Regions from separate parts of the Pan troglodytes genome. Here region 2 is linked to region 1. Evidence: chromatin contacts called from public Hi-C data. All regions are on one chromosome and are shown on one strand. Each heading gives the region's core, a stretch centred on a gene start, on an enhancer-like site or on the middle of the called end of the contact. The rest is flanking DNA. Distances are from core to core; before and after follow the strand shown. Region 1 holds the start of SYVN1 (synoviolin 1). Region 2 holds the start of CAPN1 (calpain 1).

What was found. Hi-C and Micro-C count contacts between places; a contact is called where the count stands out from the background.
Region 2: a contact with region 1 is called in a Hi-C map of induced pluripotent stem cells, with 1.9 times the contacts expected there. The contact joins the promoter of CAPN1 here to the promoter of SYVN1 in region 1. A contact is called at or near these places in 2 of 7 Hi-C or Micro-C datasets (induced pluripotent stem cells and stem cell-derived neural progenitor cells) and 1 of 1 datasets of contacts at active chromatin or transcription factors (stem cell-derived excitatory neurons).

Annotation. Positions count from the first base shown.
Region 1 is chr9:67,462,064-67,467,393 of NHGRI_mPanTro3-v2.0_pri, reverse strand. It overlaps SYVN1 (synoviolin 1), which reads left to right and starts at 3,200. Exons shown (of 16, transcript XM_016921219.4): 1 at 3,200-3,317; 2 at 4,135-4,283; 3 at 4,501-4,593; 4 at 4,679-4,831; 5 at 4,973-5,021. The coding sequence starts at 4,152. SPDYC (speedy/RINGO cell cycle regulator family member C) reads right to left here and starts at 3,126. Exons shown (of 5, transcript XM_063783059.1): 1 at 3,050-3,126. The coding sequence starts at 3,123.
Region 2 is chr9:67,511,404-67,516,185 of NHGRI_mPanTro3-v2.0_pri, reverse strand. CAPN1 (calpain 1) reads right to left here and starts at 3,162. Exons shown (of 21, transcript XM_054662464.2): 1 at 2,979-3,162; 2 at 1,420-1,687; 3 at 1,191-1,260; 4 at 798-916. The coding sequence starts at 1,686.

The sequences.
Region 1 (5,330 bases), core at 1,951-4,450:
AGACCTTGTAGCTACAAAAAAAATTCTTTTTAATTAGCCAGCCATGATGGCATGCACTCCACCCCAGCCTGAGGAAGTAGGCAATGCTTTTTGTGATATTTGAGGAGAAAGACGTTCCGGGAGAAGGAAAGACATATGCAAAAGGTGATGGGCCTGCCTGGGGCATGGTAGGGATGGTACACCTGAGACCCCACAACCGGGCATTATGCCTGAAAGGCAGAGTGTGGGAGGGAAGGCAAGACGTGAGCTCAGGTGTCAGGAGATCTCTCTGGCCGTTCTATGGAAAACGGATGAGGAGGAAAGCACAGGAAAGGGGACTGTTGCATTTTCCCAGGCATGAGATGATGATGGTCTGGACTAGGACACTGGCAGTGAAAATGGCAAGGAAAGAATGAATTCTAGAGACACTCAGGAGGTAGAACCCACAGGATGTCCTCTCTTGCCTATTGCACCGCAAGAGCCTCCTAACTGGTTTCCCTGCTCCCACACTTGCCTTCCTCCCCACTACAGATTATTCCAACACAGGAGCTGGAGTGACTTTTTTTTTTTTTAATTTTTTTTGAGACTGAGTCTCGCTCCGTTGCCCAGGCTGGGGTGCAGTGGCACGATCTCAGCTCACTGCAAGCTCCGCCTTCCAGGTTCACGCCATTCTCCTGCCTCAGCCTCCGGAGTAGCTGGGACTACAGGCGCCCGCCACCAAGCTCGGCCAATTTTTGTGTTTTTTTATCAGAGACGGGGTTTCACCGTGTTAGCCACGATGGTCTCGATCTCCTCACCTCGTGATCCAATCGCCTCGGCATCCCAAAGTGCTGGGATTACAGGGTCAGCCACCACACCCAGCCTGGAGTGACTTTATTACACCTAAGTCAGAGCATGTCACACCTCTGCTCAGCACCCTCCAATGACTTCTCACGTCACTCAGAGGAAAAGCCAAGGTCCCTGTGATGGCCAATGCGATCTTGCCCTGGCCTCTTGCCTACGCACCCTTCACTAGTTCCACTATAGCCACACTCATCTCCTTCAACAAAGCAGCACTGCTCCACCTTTATTGAGCTGTAACTCTTTACCCAGACATCCACTTGGCTCATAACCTCACTTCCTTTAAGTCTTTACTCAAATGTCACCTTCTCAAGGAAGCTTACCCCGATTATCCTCGCTGATACTGCAACCAGCTTCAAGTACCCCACCACATCCTGATCCCCTTTATTCTGTTCTACTTTTTTCCTATAGCACTGATCATCTTCCAGCGTATTAGGTTTTTCACTTATGTCTGTGGTTTGCTGTCACATCTACTAGGATAAGCTCCACAAAGGTAGAGATCTATATTTTGTTCACTGACATCCTAAGTCCCTAGAACAGGAGACACTTGATCCATATTTGTAGACTAACTAATAAATGACTTAATTACCAGTTTGGATGTGGGGGCAGATAGTGAGCATGATGCCCGTTTCCGGAGCTGGGGTGCAGACAGTGTCTAGGGACACTGAACTGTTTTAAAAGCAGGATAGATCCCGGCTGGAGACCACACAAGGAAATCATCAGCACCTGGGTCAGGGGCTGGACTGGAGCAGAGGAAATCATGCAGGAAAAGTAAAGAGAAGGACATCAGGTAAAGAGAAGAGGACACATGCATAGCCAGAGAGAAAAGAGGAGCAGAGGCATGTGGATCACAGAAGCTTAGGGAGGAGACTTTCAAGAAGGGGAGAGAGGTTGAGTCAAGCAAGGGCTGAAAGCCAACCATTGGATGCAGTCACTAGAAAGTTACAGATAGGCAAGGTGTTGTGGCTCACGCCTGTAATCCCAACACCTTGTGGGGCTGAAGTGGGAGGATCGCTTGAGCCCGGGAGGTCGAGGCTGCAATGAGCCCTGATGGCGCCAATGCACTCCAGCCTGGGCGACAGAGCAAGACCCTGTCGCAAAAATTAATAAATAAATAAATAAAAAGAAAAGGGGAAAAAAAAGTTATACGTGGCCTTACGGGGAAGCCAACTCTGACTGGTTATAAGCTGAAACTGTCAAGTCAACAGGTGGCAGGGAAGATGGCTGAGACCAACAGCACAGAGATTTAGAGGCAGACAGACCTGGCGCCAATCCTAGGACAGGTTTTGGTAAGCCTTTGAATTTCAATTTACCCACGTTTCGGGGGAGGGGGTAGCACCCCCTAGCTCATAAACCTTAGTGATTGATGATTAAATGAGATGACGGAGGAAAACGCAAGGCACAAAGTGGATGCATTAGCTCCATTTTGTTAATCAGCAGGCTTAGTTGGCTGCGACCCAGACACGAACTAAAATACAGTGCAGCCCAGGACCAGTGGGGGTCTTGCTTATGGCTCAGAGCTGAACAACACATGGACAGCAAAATCAGACATTGAGATGCGGGCAGGCCTGCGACGCTGAAGTCAATTCCTTTGAACAAACAGAACACTTCCGTCCCAAGATTAGCAGGAATTAATCTCCCAGTCTCGGGTACACCTGGTTGTCCCTCCCTGTCCTGGCGCGGCAAACGTTCCCGGAGGCCAGCCAGGGATCACTCGCCCAAGGACTGAGCTTTCCCTACTCTCAGCCAACTGGTGCGGGACCAGGGCCTAGGCAACGCAGCTGTCCGCCCCTAACAACCACTCACCTGCTTTCCCCTTTCTATAGGACAGCAAAGGTACTTTCTTTTTCTTATTGGGCCGCGTAACTTATCGCAACCAATCAGTGGCAGCCACGGGACCCAACTCACTCCCACACAACTTGTGGGGGTGATCATGGAGAAGACAAATTTTTGTTTTCCGCATCCAGTTCTCTCAGAGAGCACCGTATTTGTCAAACTGTTGTGACTCTCCCTAAATGTTTAAGAAAACATTTCATTCCCCTTAGGCTTGTATAGTCTGTCCCTGGCCTACTCCCCGCTCCAGGTGGTACAGCCCGCAAGCGGCTCCACTTCCCAGCTGCTCGCGGGGCCGAGTCCCCCAGTCCGAGGAGGCCACTCAGCGCAGGGGCCATACCATCTGTGACTAATAAATAATAGGGGGACCTCCGACTCCCCCCTGTTGCCTTATTACCTTCCGACCACCTCTCGGACCTCTTGCCCAGCCCTTCCCCGTAGACAGCGCCCCAGATACGGTGGTGACACCATTGCTATGGGCCCACGTAGGGCGCAGTGCGAGCCAGGGCAGGACGCACTTGGTACGACCCACGCCGCGCCCCGCGCCGCCGGAAGTGAGGTGTCTGACCCCCGAAGTTCCGGTTCGCAGGGGGTGGGGAGTGTTGTTAACCGGAGGGGCAGCCGCAGTCGCGCGGATTGAGCGGGCTCGCGGCGCTGGGTTCCTGGTGAGTGGGGCGAAGTCTGGCCCGAGTTGTGGTTGGGGTCGGGACCCGAACCTTCCCCTTGAGGTCTCCGGAGTCGGCGCGCCCCTCAGCCCCGCCGCACGCTTTCGGCCTGTCAGCTGGCTGGAGACCTCAGACGCCGGTGCGGCCGCTCTGCTCAAGCCTGGGCCCTGCCTGCGACGCCCGCAACTCCTGGTGCTCACAGGTGCGCGGCCGCGAGGGCGACCCGGCTCCTCCCGTCCCGCTGTTTTTGTGGTGCTCTGAGTTGACACTACTCCGGGGGTCGGGGGACCCCAGGATTCCAGGCTGACGTTCCCCGCCCGCTCCCGCAGGGCGGGCGTCCGAACTGCCCACCCTAACACAGCTGTCACCGGCGCTGTCGCCTGCCCAGCCTGCTACTCTCTGTGCCTTGGCTGCTCTCAGCCCTGGCTGCGCATTCCCGCCCCTGGAGCAGATTTCTGCTGTTGCCTCCCACCCCATCTTCTCCACCGGAGGGTCAGCGGTGCAGCTCCCCCTCCTCCAACATTGCAGCTTTTCCTCATCGCCTCCCTAGAGGAGGCGGCTTGGCAGGCAGCGTGGAAAGAGCCCTAGATTTGAAGCAAGACTGACCCAGGTTCCAGGCCTTGCGTCAGTGTGATCACTTAACCCCTTCGAGTCTTATTTGTAAAATGGGGTAGCGTAAGCTATTCTTTGTCTGATGATTTCGAGGGCGAAATGTGATTTTCCCCCCCACTTTCTCCTATTAATTGAGGCTGTGCCAGGCACCGGGCTATTTTGCACAGCATGAGCATCACATAAGTTATTTTCTTGCCCCATGCAGGTCTCCGGGCCAGGGCAATGTTCCGCACGGCAGTGATGATGGCGGCCAGCCTGGCGCTGACCGGGGCTGTGGTGGCTCACGCCTACTACCTCAAACACCAGTTCTACCCCACTGTGGTGTACCTGACCAAGTCCAGCCCCAGCATGGCAGTGAGTTCAGGGCTCAGGGAGGGAGGAACTCCCTGGGAGGGAAGGAGGAGTCTGCCTGGGCAAGGGGCGGGGCTAGAGGTCAGGTAAGTAGGGAAGTAGCCGCCAGCTGCCTAACTTTGAATAAACTGTGATGAGGATGTGGAGGATCCTGCATGATGAGTCCCAAGGAGAGGAAAGCAGAAAGTGACCTCAAACCATAGCCTCTCCCCACTCCTAGGTCCTGTACATCCAGGCCTTTGTCCTTGTCTTCCTTCTGGGCAAGGTGATGGGCAAGGTGTTCTTTGGGCAACTGAGGGCAGCAGAGATGGAGGTAAGATGTCGGCTGCCCCAAAGGTGAGGGCAGGGTGCTGGGAAAGAATGTTTGGTATCCACATTATTCCCTGCCTGGCCCCCAGCACCTTCTGGAACGTTCCTGGTACGCCGTCACAGAGACTTGTCTGGCCTTCACCGTTTTTCGGGATGACTTCAGCCCCCGCTTTGTTGCACTCTTCACTCTTCTTCTCTTCCTCAAATGTTTCCACTGGCTGGCTGAGGACCGTGTGGACTTTGTGAGTCAAGGCAGGGAGTTCTGGAGCAGGTGGAAGCCAGGGAGTAGCCAGCGGGCAGGCTTAAGGAGCAGGGAGGGCTAGGTTGAGGGTGTGGGGTGAGCCCCAGGCTTCCTGACAGGCCTCTTCTGTGCTCTGCCTCAGATGGAACGCAGCCCCAACATCTCCTGGCTCTTTCACTGCCGCATTGTCTGTGAGTGAGATTCAGGGGAGGGGAAGGGAGGACTGGAACGTGAACCGTGGACCTGTACTCCAGAGCACAGGCTACCCCCCACAGCTGTACAGGAAAGATAATTTAGGAAGTTAATTTGCATAGTCTCTGTGCTGTTCCACTCCAGGGCTTCTCAACTGCCTGGGCCCTCAGCCCTGTGCCTTCTCACCTGCAGCCTGGGCAGCCCCAACAACTCCCCCTCCCCCAGGAAGTTCCCAGAGGGCCAGGTTCAGTGGAGTGTGCCCACCTGACTAGATCGCTGGGGCCATGGTGGGCTTGAGGGTGGGGCTG
Region 2 (4,782 bases), core at 1,913-4,412, 49 kb before region 1:
TTGGAGGAGCGAGGGAAGGGGGCGAGACCGCGCCCCTGCAGACTAGAGCGGGTGGGTGTGGCGCTGGGCCAAAGTGGATCTGCACTGTAGGTTCCGCACCCTGGGTTCCGAGGGCCATCTCCACCCGCGCAAGGCGGGCAAGGACAGAGTAGGGTAAGGGGCTCTCTAACCAGGCAGAAGGAGGGAACACCCAAGAGTCCTTCGGGCAGGGCTGGGGCCTCCAAGGCTGGAGAGTCTCATCCAGGGTTGCTGGGCATGTCCCTCCCAAAGGCAGCTCATTGAGAATTGATTGGTGTGACTTGAAAAATGGGCCCTGGGCACACCGTCAGGAAAAGCTGGTTTACGTAGACTTAATCCCAAGTCTTTCTTTTCTGCTGGGTTCAGTCAGACCTTGCCAAAGCGCAGGAGGAGTTGGGGGATAGGAGGCTTGACAGGTGGAGAAGGCCACACGTGCTGATCTGTTTTCCCCAGCGAACACTCCTTTCTCAGATGGGGCAACTGAGACCGACCTCCGGGAGGAGTGGAATTTGTCCCACAGGATATAACACAAAAGTCTTTCTGTTCTTTCAAGCACTTTCCACCTGATACATACAACCACCTAGGAAAACTGCCAGCCGAAATACCTGCCCAGCCCAGTCACTTCACACATGACAGACCCGAGATGGCACTGAGAGGTCAAATACCTGCTAGAGGGAGGGCTGGCCCCACAGGGTGTGGCCCTAACTGCAGGTATTGTGGGTCATCCTTCCGCATCGCCCCCAGTGCCTGCTGCCCCTCCTCCCCAGGGGAGCCCTCACCTGGAAATGGAAGATGCCGGCATAGCCATTCTGGAAGCTCTGGCCGTGGGGAACCACTCGGTGCAGGAGGGTGTCGTTGAGAGTGAGGGAGGCGATGGCCGCCAAGAGCCAGCAGTCCCCTGGGGCAGGAGGGATGCACATTAGCCTGCTCTACCAACCTGCCCCGGGGGGAAGCGGGTGCTAGGGAGCATCTGGGGTTCCTTGGCCAGGGTGCCACTTAACTCCCCTCAGCTTGCAGAAAAGACCCAGGAATCTGGGCAAACCAGCCCCAGCGCTGATAGCCAGATCCTGCCTGGGCTTGCAAGAGGGAGGGGTTGGGGCAGAGCCTGAAGGAGCGGGAATGGGGAACTACTGTGGAAAAAATACACGGGACCCGACGCCCAGGGGGCCTACCCAGTGCTCCCTGGCAGATGTCTGTGCGGGTAGCTCCATCCACGATGAACTGGGGGTTTGACAGCAGCTCCTACGAGAGACCCAGAGTCCTGTTCCAAGGCCAGCCCCTCCCAGAAATTGGCACCAGGCCACCCCAGACCCCATTCCCCACCAGGGACATGAAGTCCCATCCCTACTCCTCATCCAGGATCTGGCTCAGCCGAGTCCCACCCAGGATGGCCCCTCTCACCGTGGGACGCTTCCACTTGATGCCATAGGTCTTGGAGGAATTGGGACCCAGGTCCTTGTAACCCAGGCTCTGGGGCACCGGGGGGAAGGCCTCATCACGGAAGAGGGTCCCACTCTGCAGGCATCGCACCCGCAGCTGCTCATAATCCTGGCCCAGGTACTTGATGGCATTCTCATGGCGGCCCAGGCCCAGCTCCCTGGCCCGCTGCTTCTGCACTTGGGCTGACACCCCGGTGCAGTACACCGGCGTGATGATCTCCTCCGACATCCTGCCGGACAGACGGGCCTGTTCAGAACCCAGGCCTTCCCAAGACTAGAACCTGGGCTCCTGCCTGCAAGCTCTGCTCTCCTGCCCCTGCTTATCCATCCCCAAACCTAGGGTTTCCCTGCCTCACTGCTCCCCTCACAGAAGCAGGGTTCTCAGCCACCTCCCGGTGCTCCCAGTGAATCCAGGAAAGGGATTTCCCAGTTCCCAGGCGTGCCGGCCACCTCTCCTTTCCCGGATCCCATTGTCAGGGGCTTGCAGCTCTGTAGTGAGCCAGCAGGTCAGGTGGGGCAGGGCGGAGCCTCCAGACAGCACAAGGAACTGGGCAGGTGGGACACAGCAGGGAAGGCCTCTTTGATCCTGTTCACGGGCCTGCAACCCCCTCCCCAAACTAACCAAGCTCCTGGTGCACCGGCCCCTTGCCGTGGGCTGAAAACCCCAGACGGTCGGGGTCCCCCTCCTCAGGCCCCCGCAGCAGGCTCGATATCAGAGCTGGTGGGCCCTAGCCCAGCCCCTGGGGACAGCGGTGAGCCAGGCTGGGACAGGCGCCTAGGCTGTGCCGCTCCGCCAGCCCCCACCCCTGCTCCAGGAACGCAGAGGCCCCCGAGAAGGGACCGTGCTGGGGCAGCCCCTCAGCCCAGGAGCAGTGGCCAGGGTCAAGGAATCCCGGCTCGGCTACCCAGCTTCTTACCTGGGGGAGGGGTGTTTGGGGGTCGCTGCAGTCCCTGAGGCTGGCTTCCCGGTGGCAGCTCAGGGCAGGGCCCAACCAGGAAGAGCGCTCCTCCCCGCCCTCCTCCCGCCGCCCCTCCGCCCTTCGCCCTCCCTCTCTCCTTCTCCTCCTCCTCCTCCTGGGGCTCCTACCCCGCTTCCTCTCGGCTCTCCCTTATCTCTCCGGCACGGTCTCTGACTATCTCTTACTCACGGTGTCTCCCCGCCCCTCCCTCCGCAGGCCGGGGGCCAATTCCGCGAGAGGACAAATTAGTAAAAGGCAGAGCAGTCCCCGGGGAGGGGCCAGCGCAGGGGGGGATGGGGGGGGCTGGGGCGCGGCGGAAGGGCACCGCGGGGAGCGGAGGGGGAGGGCCGGGCAGGGGGTATTTTTAACCAGGGGCAGCAGCTCGAGTTGCAGGGCCGGACGGCCGCAGCCCACGCGCGCCCCGGCGGGCATTCCCGGGAGATCGGGCGGCGGCGCCGCCTCCCGCAGCCCCGGGCCCGCCCCGTCCCCAGCTCCCCTCGCTCCGCGCGACCGCAGCTGCTCCCGCCGTTCCCAGCCAGCCCCGGCGCGGGGCCGAGATTACCTCGGGCTGCGGCAGCTGCTCTGAGGAGGGGCCGGGCTGGCAGCGAGCAGACCCCTGCCGGACACTCAGCAAACGGCAGCCTCACCCCGCAGGGCCGCGCCACTCCCCGCCCCCACCCCACCGCCGCGTCCCGGCTCAGCGCTCCCCGGGGAACGCAGGGGGACCGGGCTCGCTGCGTGACCTTGGGTAAGTCCCTGCCCCGTTCGGCCCGACTTTCCGCATGCGTGCAGCCTATGGGATGGGGTTGGGCAATTAATTGTGGGAGCCCATCTTTCTCTAAAGTTCTGTGGTTTCTTGAACCTGGAAACTTAGAGAGGTGGACATCCCTGTCCTCTCCCCCAGGCTCTCAGCCCACCCACCTGGAAGCGCCCATGTGTCACCTTACCCAGGAGAGGGCGGCAGAGGCTGCGAGCAGGGCGGCAGCCCCCACTCCCCACCCCCAGGACCCTGAGATCCTGCTTCACGGGCTGCAAGAAGTTGGGGGGCCAGGATTCGGCGCAGAGGCCGGGGGTGTGGGTGGGGAGACTGCAGAGACTCCCGAGACCCCCCCAAGTCAGGGCTTTTCGCTGGTCTCGCAGCCCCAGCCCAGCAGCTGCTGCAGTCTTGCAGGTTGTGGATGCAAGCATTTTGCTGAGGAAACTGCATAGCGTTCCCAGGACTCTAGGGCCCACGACCCCTCAAAAGTTAAGAGCCGCTGATCTAATCTAACCCCACCTTCACCCTCAGTTAACAAAAGAGGAAAACTGAGGCCTGAGAGGGTGTGACTTGCCTGAACTCCCTAACCTGGTGAGTGATGGGTGGAACCAGCTGCTAGGCTTTCTGCGCAGGTGTCCAGGGACAGAGAAGGGTGGTTTAAACTAGGGAGGTGGCAGGCAGAAGTAGATGGATTTGATAACTATTTAGGATACACCATCAAAATTTAACTCAAACTGGATTACACACCTAAATATAAATGGCCAAACCATAAAATTTTTTTTAAAAAAATGGAGACAATCTTAACAATATTGGGTTTGAAAAGATTTCTTTTTTCTTTTCTAAAGGCAGGGTCTTGCTTTCATTGACCAGGCAAGAGTGCAGTGCCCTGATCACAGCTCACTGTAACCTTAAACTCTTGGGCTCAAGAGATCCTCTCACCTCAGCCTCCTGAGTAGCTGAGACTACAGGCACGTGCCACGACACACAGCTAATTTTTAAATTTTTTGTAGAAATGGGGTCCTGCTGTGTTACTCAGGCTGGTCATGAACTCCTGGGCTCAAGCAGTCCTCCTGCCTGAGCCTCCCAAAGTGCTGGGATTACAGGTGTGAGCTTTGGCACCTGGCCAGATTTCTTAAATATGACACAAAAACTGTAAATGATAGAAGAAATCAATAAATTGAACTTCATCAAAATAAAACGCTTTTGTTCCTCAAAATGCACGAAACTATTAAAAATGAAAACATAAGCCATAGACTAGGACGAATATTTGTAAAAATTCTATCTGATGTAGGCCTTGTATAAAGAACTTTTACAATTGAATAAAAATCCAATAAAAATGGACAAAACATTTGTTTGTTTTCTGGTGTTTGTTTTTGTTTTTGAGATGGAGTCCCGCTCCGTCCCCCAGGTTGGAATGCAGTGGCGCGATCCTGGCTCACTGCAACCTCCGCCTCCTGGGTTCAAGCAATTCTCCTGCCTCAGCCTCCCCAGTAGCTGGGATTACAGGCGCCCGCCACCACACCAGGCTAATTTTTGTATTTTTAGTAGAGACAGGGTTTCACCATGTTAGCCAAGCTGGTCTCAAACTCCTGACCTCAAGTGATCTGCA